2 separate regions of the Mus musculus genome follow, and region 2 is linked to region 1. Evidence: chromatin contacts called from public Hi-C data. All regions are on one chromosome and are shown on one strand. Each heading gives the region's core, a stretch centred on a gene start, on an enhancer-like site or on the middle of the called end of the contact. The rest is flanking DNA. Distances are from core to core; before and after follow the strand shown. Region 1 has its middle 220 kb from the start of Gm24638. Region 2 overlaps Ephb1 (Eph receptor B1).

Region 1 (3,252 bases), core at 235-2,734:
GCCACTGTGTCTGGCATCTTACCTGGGTGCTAGGGATTCAAACTCAGGTCTCCATGCTTTCACAGCAAACAACTGGGCCATCATCCCCAACACCCAAGGATTCTTAACATCCAGCAGAATGGATAAAACCTGTATCCAGAGAGCCTCCTTCTTTTGCTGGAGTCCAGAGTCAGACCCCCGCCCCTCACCCATCCCGGCCAGTCATCCCAGAAGAACCTCACTGAAAATCCTCCCTTGCTGCTCATACAAATTGTTTCTCCATGAGCTTGTAATAATGTGTCTTCCTCCCTCGTCTTGAACTTATCCAAACAGCCACAAATATCTCCATGCTTATGAAAATGAAATTATCCAGATGTCTCTGCAGATGTTACAAATAGCCAGCACAGTGCAGGGTAAATGCAAAGGAAATCTCTTCTCCCCACTTGGGATGAGTGTTTGCGAATGGGACTAGCAAAATATGACCAGGTGCATACCAATTCCTCATGAAGGTGACTTTATCCCCGTTATGAGAATTCTTCATTTAAAATCAATTTTGAAATCATAAATACTCAGATTTGGGATGCTGTCCTCCAGTGGTAAACAGAGATTAGTGCTTGATTGTTAATATTGCTGTTAATTTTACTTTAGATTTTAAAAATTGAGGAGTATGTTGAGGTATGGTAAAGATGGGAGGTAGAGGTGATTCTTTGGTGTTTCGTAGGGCAGAGTTAGCGATGAAAAGCAGGTTAGACTTGGGTATTTGGGAGCAGGGTTTGGGGGGTGTTGGGAGAGAAGAAGATAGGCAGATAGAGGCAAAGAGCTTCATGGAGAAGATGAAGCTACAGGGGATTCTGACAAGGACAGAGGACATTTGAAAGATGAAGGCAGTGGAGAAGGCCCTGGGCAAGTCCCCACTCAGGGCCAGGCAGTGGTGAGGCTCATGGGAAGAGGGTCACTGCACCACCTTAGCAGGAGGTGGAGGGAGCCCCTGGATGCCTGGCTGCGGATGCTTAGATTTTACCTTTGAAACAAGAGGGAGGAGTGAAGCAAGCAGAGGCCACAGAAGGAAAGGCAGGAGGGAATGAACTCATATGCATGTGACAAAGAGAAGTAAAACCTGGAAGACACCCGCCCATGCACTGGTCTGTCATTCTTAGAGCCAAGCTCTCACAGGGACGTTGAGGGCTCCACATGGCTGCTCTGGTCCAGGGATTAGGAGATGAACACATACCCTCAATCCCTCATCCAGATGCAGTTGGAGGAGGAGCCACAGAATTCACCGGGACCTCACATCCTTCCTGCCTGTGGTTGCTTCATCCCTGCTTTCCTGGGGCCAACCTGCAGGACCAGCTGAAGTTGCTTCCCTGCTCTGTGGCCTGGCTTCCCACTGCGATGATGCTGCCGCCTGCATTCATGAAGAGAGTCAGTGGCATCTCTTCAGGTCCTGCTGCTGTGTCCTTGAGCCTCCCGCAGCTCTAGCTCTTGGCTTGCCTTTCTGCAATCTGCCATGTGTAACAGCAACCCAGCAGCTGCCACCTCCCCACAGCTCTTCAGCCTCACATGGGATACCTCTCTAGGGCCAGCAGACAGGACTCAGAGCTGTTTGGAAAGGACCTGTGCACTGCCATGGGAGTGACTGTGTGCACCCTTGACCTCCAGGAGCCCCTGGCCCCTCAGATATTGCCAGGTAAATCCCATGCCACAAACTCAGGTAAACAAAGAGAATCTAATTTTTATGTTTCTAAAATAGCATTAGCACAGCTAATAGCATTAGTTTCTAAAATAGCTAATAGCATTAGCATTTTGAGATAGAAACAATCTTTGCCACTCCTCAGCAGGGCTCTAAGATAGCCTTAAATGGTGGCAGTGGGAAAAGTCTTCCTGTATCCTTGCTGGTGTTGGCTAATATCCACAAGGCCATCTGGTCTGGTACATGCAGATGGCTTCAGTCAATCCTCATTCCTGGCCTCAGGCCTCTTTGGTTCTAACGATGCTCTCAGCTTGTGCCCTGACCCTCTGAACACTAGACCGTACCAGGCTAAGAGATGCTCAGAAATCAGGTTCCTGCAGAAACCAGAAGCCATTTCTCCTAGGGAATCTGCCTGCCTCAACAAAACCCAGCCCAGCTATGGGGAACACCTTCTTTTTGCCTTGGATTGTCCTAATCTACCTTCCTGGGTGGAGATGCCAGAGTTCCATCTTTAAGCTACTCCTTTCTGGAGACCTGAGAAGCAGAGAGTGAACTAAAGTCAGGCCTGTAAGAGGTTTGTTGAAGTGGAGATACAATGGGACAAAAGCCTCGGGCAGCTGTGAAGATTTAATAAACTCTCCTCCAACTCATTCTGAAACTGCAAACCAACAGCTGTTCACAGGAAGAGTCCTACAAAGCGCACAAGAGCCGAGTCCCGGGACTCCAGTGGTGTTCCATCTGTGTTGGTGAGAGCTACCTAGAAATACAGGAGCCTGGGCACACCACTAGCTGTTGCCACAGACTATGGACCAACTGCACTTCCCCCGGCTGGATGGCAGGTTCTTTCTAGAAAAGGGAGGCCTGCAGCCTTCACAACCACACAGAGCCCTGCACACCTGCACACTCTTCACCCTTCCCTTGAGTTCCCACCCAACTCTTGATGGGATTTGCAGCAGGTCTGGCTTGTTTTCAATAGCTCCACCATGTCCTAAGTTCCTTCCAGACTCCTGGGAACTACACCTTTGAAATCCTATGTAATGTAGATCTTGTTTCTTTGTGTGTGTGTGTGTGTGTGTGTGTGTGTGTGTTATGAAACATCCACATTAGGAAATAACCTCATACCCGCCTTTACTGGCTGGGAAACGGGCCAGTCAGAGGGCCAGGGAACATCTCTGGCTCATTCTTCAGATATTACATCATCATTCGCCTTCATCATTCGCCTAGTAAATCTTTGTATCCCACAAGAGAAACATTACATGATATCCTTGTGACATCACCCTGCCAACTACCTTCATCCCTTCCAAGAAGGTGGACACTCTCCATCTCAGCCTTGGTCAGTGTTTGCCTCTGAGGTTGGACAGCCAGGTGTCTCTAAAGAGTGAGTGGTAGGATGGGGCATAGTGACTCTCTCCATCTTCCGGGCCGAGGTGCAGGGTTCCTCCAGCATGCTTTCTATTCTCCCAACACTGGCTTCTTCTGTGGGTGATCAGTAAGTAAGAAATGTTTTACAAAGTGCTTACCAAGGGCCAGGGACAACCTGAAGCTTCACAGCCACCCTATGAAATTAGTGCTACCGCTAACCC
Region 2 (3,252 bases), core at 396-2,895, 680 kb before region 1:
TTGTACACATACCTATCTGAAAGCTGTTACATCCTCGGGGGGAGGCGATAACAGAGCCCAAGAGAAGCTGATGCAATTCAGTATTATAATTCCACCGTTGTCTTGGACCCATTAAATAATGGGAGTCTGTGTGTTGCTGGTCTGCTAGGATTAGGAGCATGCCCACAATCCAGCATAATTGTAAGCAATGTTGGCAACTTCTTGTATATATCACCCTTTCTGAAGGCTGTTAATGTGTATCAAGTCGTGGGTCTGACCTGGCCTGAAGTGATTTCATGAAGGGTACTACTACCACAGTACTTTCCTGGAAGCTATGGCAGACACTGTGACCCTTTCAGTATTATCAGGTGATTGTCACCTTCAGGATGACCCCACTCCAGAAACCCACCCTACTGAGATTCTCAGTGTGTCTCTGTTCCTGTCTGGTGAAAGTGGTTCATGGTACTCTCTCTCTCTCTCTCTCTCTCTCTCTCTCTCTCTCTCTCTGTGTGTGTGTGTGTGTGTGTGTGTCTGTTTGAGAGCTGGAAGTGGCACGTGGGAGGGTGTGGGAGGCTGCCATCGCCGAGTAATTAAAGTTGGAGAAAGTGTCTGATGTCCAGGTAATTACTGCTGAACATCTGCTAAATATGGCCTTTCATTGATGGCGGATGCTGTTAGGCACGGGAGTGATGGTGTGTTTGCACTCGACATGGCAAAGGATGATTTAAAATCTGTTTCTATCAGCAGCCCACAGCAAGGTCCTCAAGTAGATGAAAGAGCCTGGAGCAGATGTAGCAGGAACCAAAAGCCACTTCCAGGAAGAGGCACGGGAGAGCCCGTCTGCTCTGGCAGGAGACAGGAGCCCCAGAGAAATACTCTGATCTACTCACTTGCTTCAGAGGAAACTGAGGCATATCCAGGGGAGGCGGTGACCACAGAGTGGGACCTGAGTCAGTGGGGCAGATGCTAACAGCCAGGACAGTCAAGCAGTTGGTTCTCAAGCGTTGGATTGCTTTGTCAGAGTCTTCCTGGAAGCCCCTTTCCCTCGGGTAGCGGGAGCCCCTATGGTGGGACTCCAGTTGCTTCTGTCCCACTGCCGGTTAGGAGAGTTCTGCTCAGACAATGGTGTCCTTTCCCACAGGGTGACGGATGTGAGCATGAAGGGCAAGAGGGTTTAATGAGAGGTATTCTCTGGTGTGGAAGGCCTTCTGCTTGTCCTACCACCTTGGAGAAGGTTGAGAAACCCTGGCCTTCTTTCCCATTCCTCATTGCCCCTTTTCTCAACAACAGTTGGCAGGCACTAGAAGCTCAGTGCCTTAGACTTTGACCTGGGGTCATGTGGCACAGCGTCTTCTCTGATTGCTTCCTGTTAGGTCTCCATATGTGGTAGTCACTAACCAGCAGGGAAGAGTTCTTTCCTAACACAGCTTCTTCGGGGTGGTGCTAATTAGATGGCTTCAGGGACCTCACCTTGGCATTTTTCTAGTCCGGTCAAAACGATAGCACATCTGGACCCTGATACGAGCCCAGTGACTCTGGACTTGGGCTGCCTGGGAGGTCTGCCCTCTAATCCTGCTTCATAGAGCCCGCTCTCCCCAGGCTCTGGCTGAGCCTCGCTGAGCCTTCTGTTGGAGCCTGCCATGGCTGGTCATAGAATGACATAAATAGCATCTTCCCTCGGAGCCTGGAGACCTTGCCTTCTGTCCCGAGGAGCCTGCCAGCCGCACCATTAAGGCTTAGAATTCCCCCTGCCTGAGGGCAGTCATTCATCCAATTAACAAGTGTTTAATTTCCAATTCTTTTCCATGTTTAAAATAATGCTTTTGGTTATGCAATCACTATATTCACTTTGTGTGACTTCCCTGCATAACTGCATAAATGCCCCATGCCTATGGCTTTTCAGATCTGCCTTTGTAACTTAGGATCTAGTGGTTTTTCTCGTCATCATTTTACTGTTAACATTTCCTTGCTGTACAAATTCCATTTTTGATGGCTTCGTAATAGTTCACCAAGTGGCTGTATAATATTTAACTATTCCCCTGTTTTTTGAAACTGAATATATGGCCATTGTCTAGTTAATTGTTTAGAAAGTATACTGGTTTGTGTGTGTGTGTGTGTGTGTGTGTGTGTGTGTGTGTAAACTCTGAAGAAATGAATTTTTTAGGAAGACCTTATTGTAGCTGTTGAAAATAATCATATTTAAATGATCAGAATTCTCTACCAACACATAAACACACACACACTCACACACACACAGAGCCTTTTTCCCAGAGGACTCCTCCCCCATTTTGGGAGCCTTTCACCACATCCAGTGCGATCCACGCTGGTGTTAAGGATGCATAGTTTTGTATTCTCTGGCACCTTGGCATTCACCAACTGCTTCATTGGTCCCCAGCCAAAGAAAGAGGCCATCTGTTCCCGAGCTGGTCAGACACATGGGAGGATGGCATGTTGATATTCAGCATGGTCCCTTCCTCGGGATTGCAAGGGACATTTTGACTATGTGAATCTTCAGACCACTCTGTCAGAAGACAAGACCCTCTTCACACTTTCCAAAAAAGGCTGTTTGGCACAATCGGTCTTGCTTGTCATTGTTCCTCCCAGACGTCCATGTTCACACCCAGAGTCCATTGATGGAAGGTGGCGTCTCAAAGCTCCCCGTTTAATTTGAATGTGCCTGATGTGTAGTTTACATAGCCACATGTGTTTCCCTGTGAGGCCTTTCATAATTTCCTGGTGATGGAAGATCATTCTAGGGATGGAGTGCTCGGAGAAGGAGGGGTAGTGGGTAGAATGCCAGAGAGAGGGAAGGGCTGGCTCTCCAGATGCCAGGGAGTACAGACAGAAAGTCACCTTAAAAGCCCAGAGACCAGGGGCAAACCTAGGGTCAGGAAAAATGAAATAGTTGACCAGAAAGATGCTAAAATCACTGTAGACATATTCCAGAGTCAGAGCATAATAGGAGACAACAGTTGAGTGCGGCTGCCTTGCCTAAGACAACCATGGAAAGAAAGGGAAAGACTGGGTACTTCGACACAATGTGACTACCTTGCCTGAAGATTCAGTGGGGTAGAATTCCCATTTAGACTAGGAGTTGGATAGAGATACCCAGAGCCTCTGTGTCAGGACCACTTGGCCCAGGCATATATTAACTCCAGTTAGAGCACTTGTCAGCAGAGGCAAATGGTTCTCATGTTGGCAGGATGAATATATGACTTAGCAGCTGCCAGGCAGGCCTGGGTCTGGTTTCTGCTTTGCAGGAACCTCTATCTT

The links. Hi-C and Micro-C count contacts between places; a contact is called where the count stands out from the background.
Region 2: a contact with region 1 is called in a Hi-C map of cerebellum, with 2.3 times the contacts expected there. The contact joins two enhancer-like sites. A contact is called at or near these places in 2 of 484 Hi-C or Micro-C datasets (cerebellar granule neurons and cerebellum) and 1 of 115 datasets of contacts at active chromatin or transcription factors (astrocytes).

The regions. Positions count from the first base shown.
Region 1 is chr9:101,612,348-101,615,599 of GRCm38.p6, reverse strand. No RefSeq gene overlaps it. Among named protein-coding and RNA genes, the nearest start is that of Gm24638, 220 kb to the right of the region's middle. Within about 2 kb of position 1,484, at least 7 of the 459 cell types and tissues checked have an H3K27ac peak or open chromatin away from gene starts, as enhancers often do. A contact at or near this core is called in cerebellar granule neurons and cerebellum, where this site is marked.
Region 2 is chr9:102,297,309-102,300,560 of GRCm38.p6, reverse strand. All of the region lies in intron 1 of Ephb1 (Eph receptor B1), which reads left to right. Among named protein-coding and RNA genes, the nearest start is that of Mir7243, 6.0 kb to the left of the region's middle. Within about 2 kb of position 1,645, at least 7 of the 459 cell types and tissues checked have an H3K27ac peak or open chromatin away from gene starts, as enhancers often do. A contact at or near this core is called in cerebellar granule neurons and cerebellum, where this site is marked.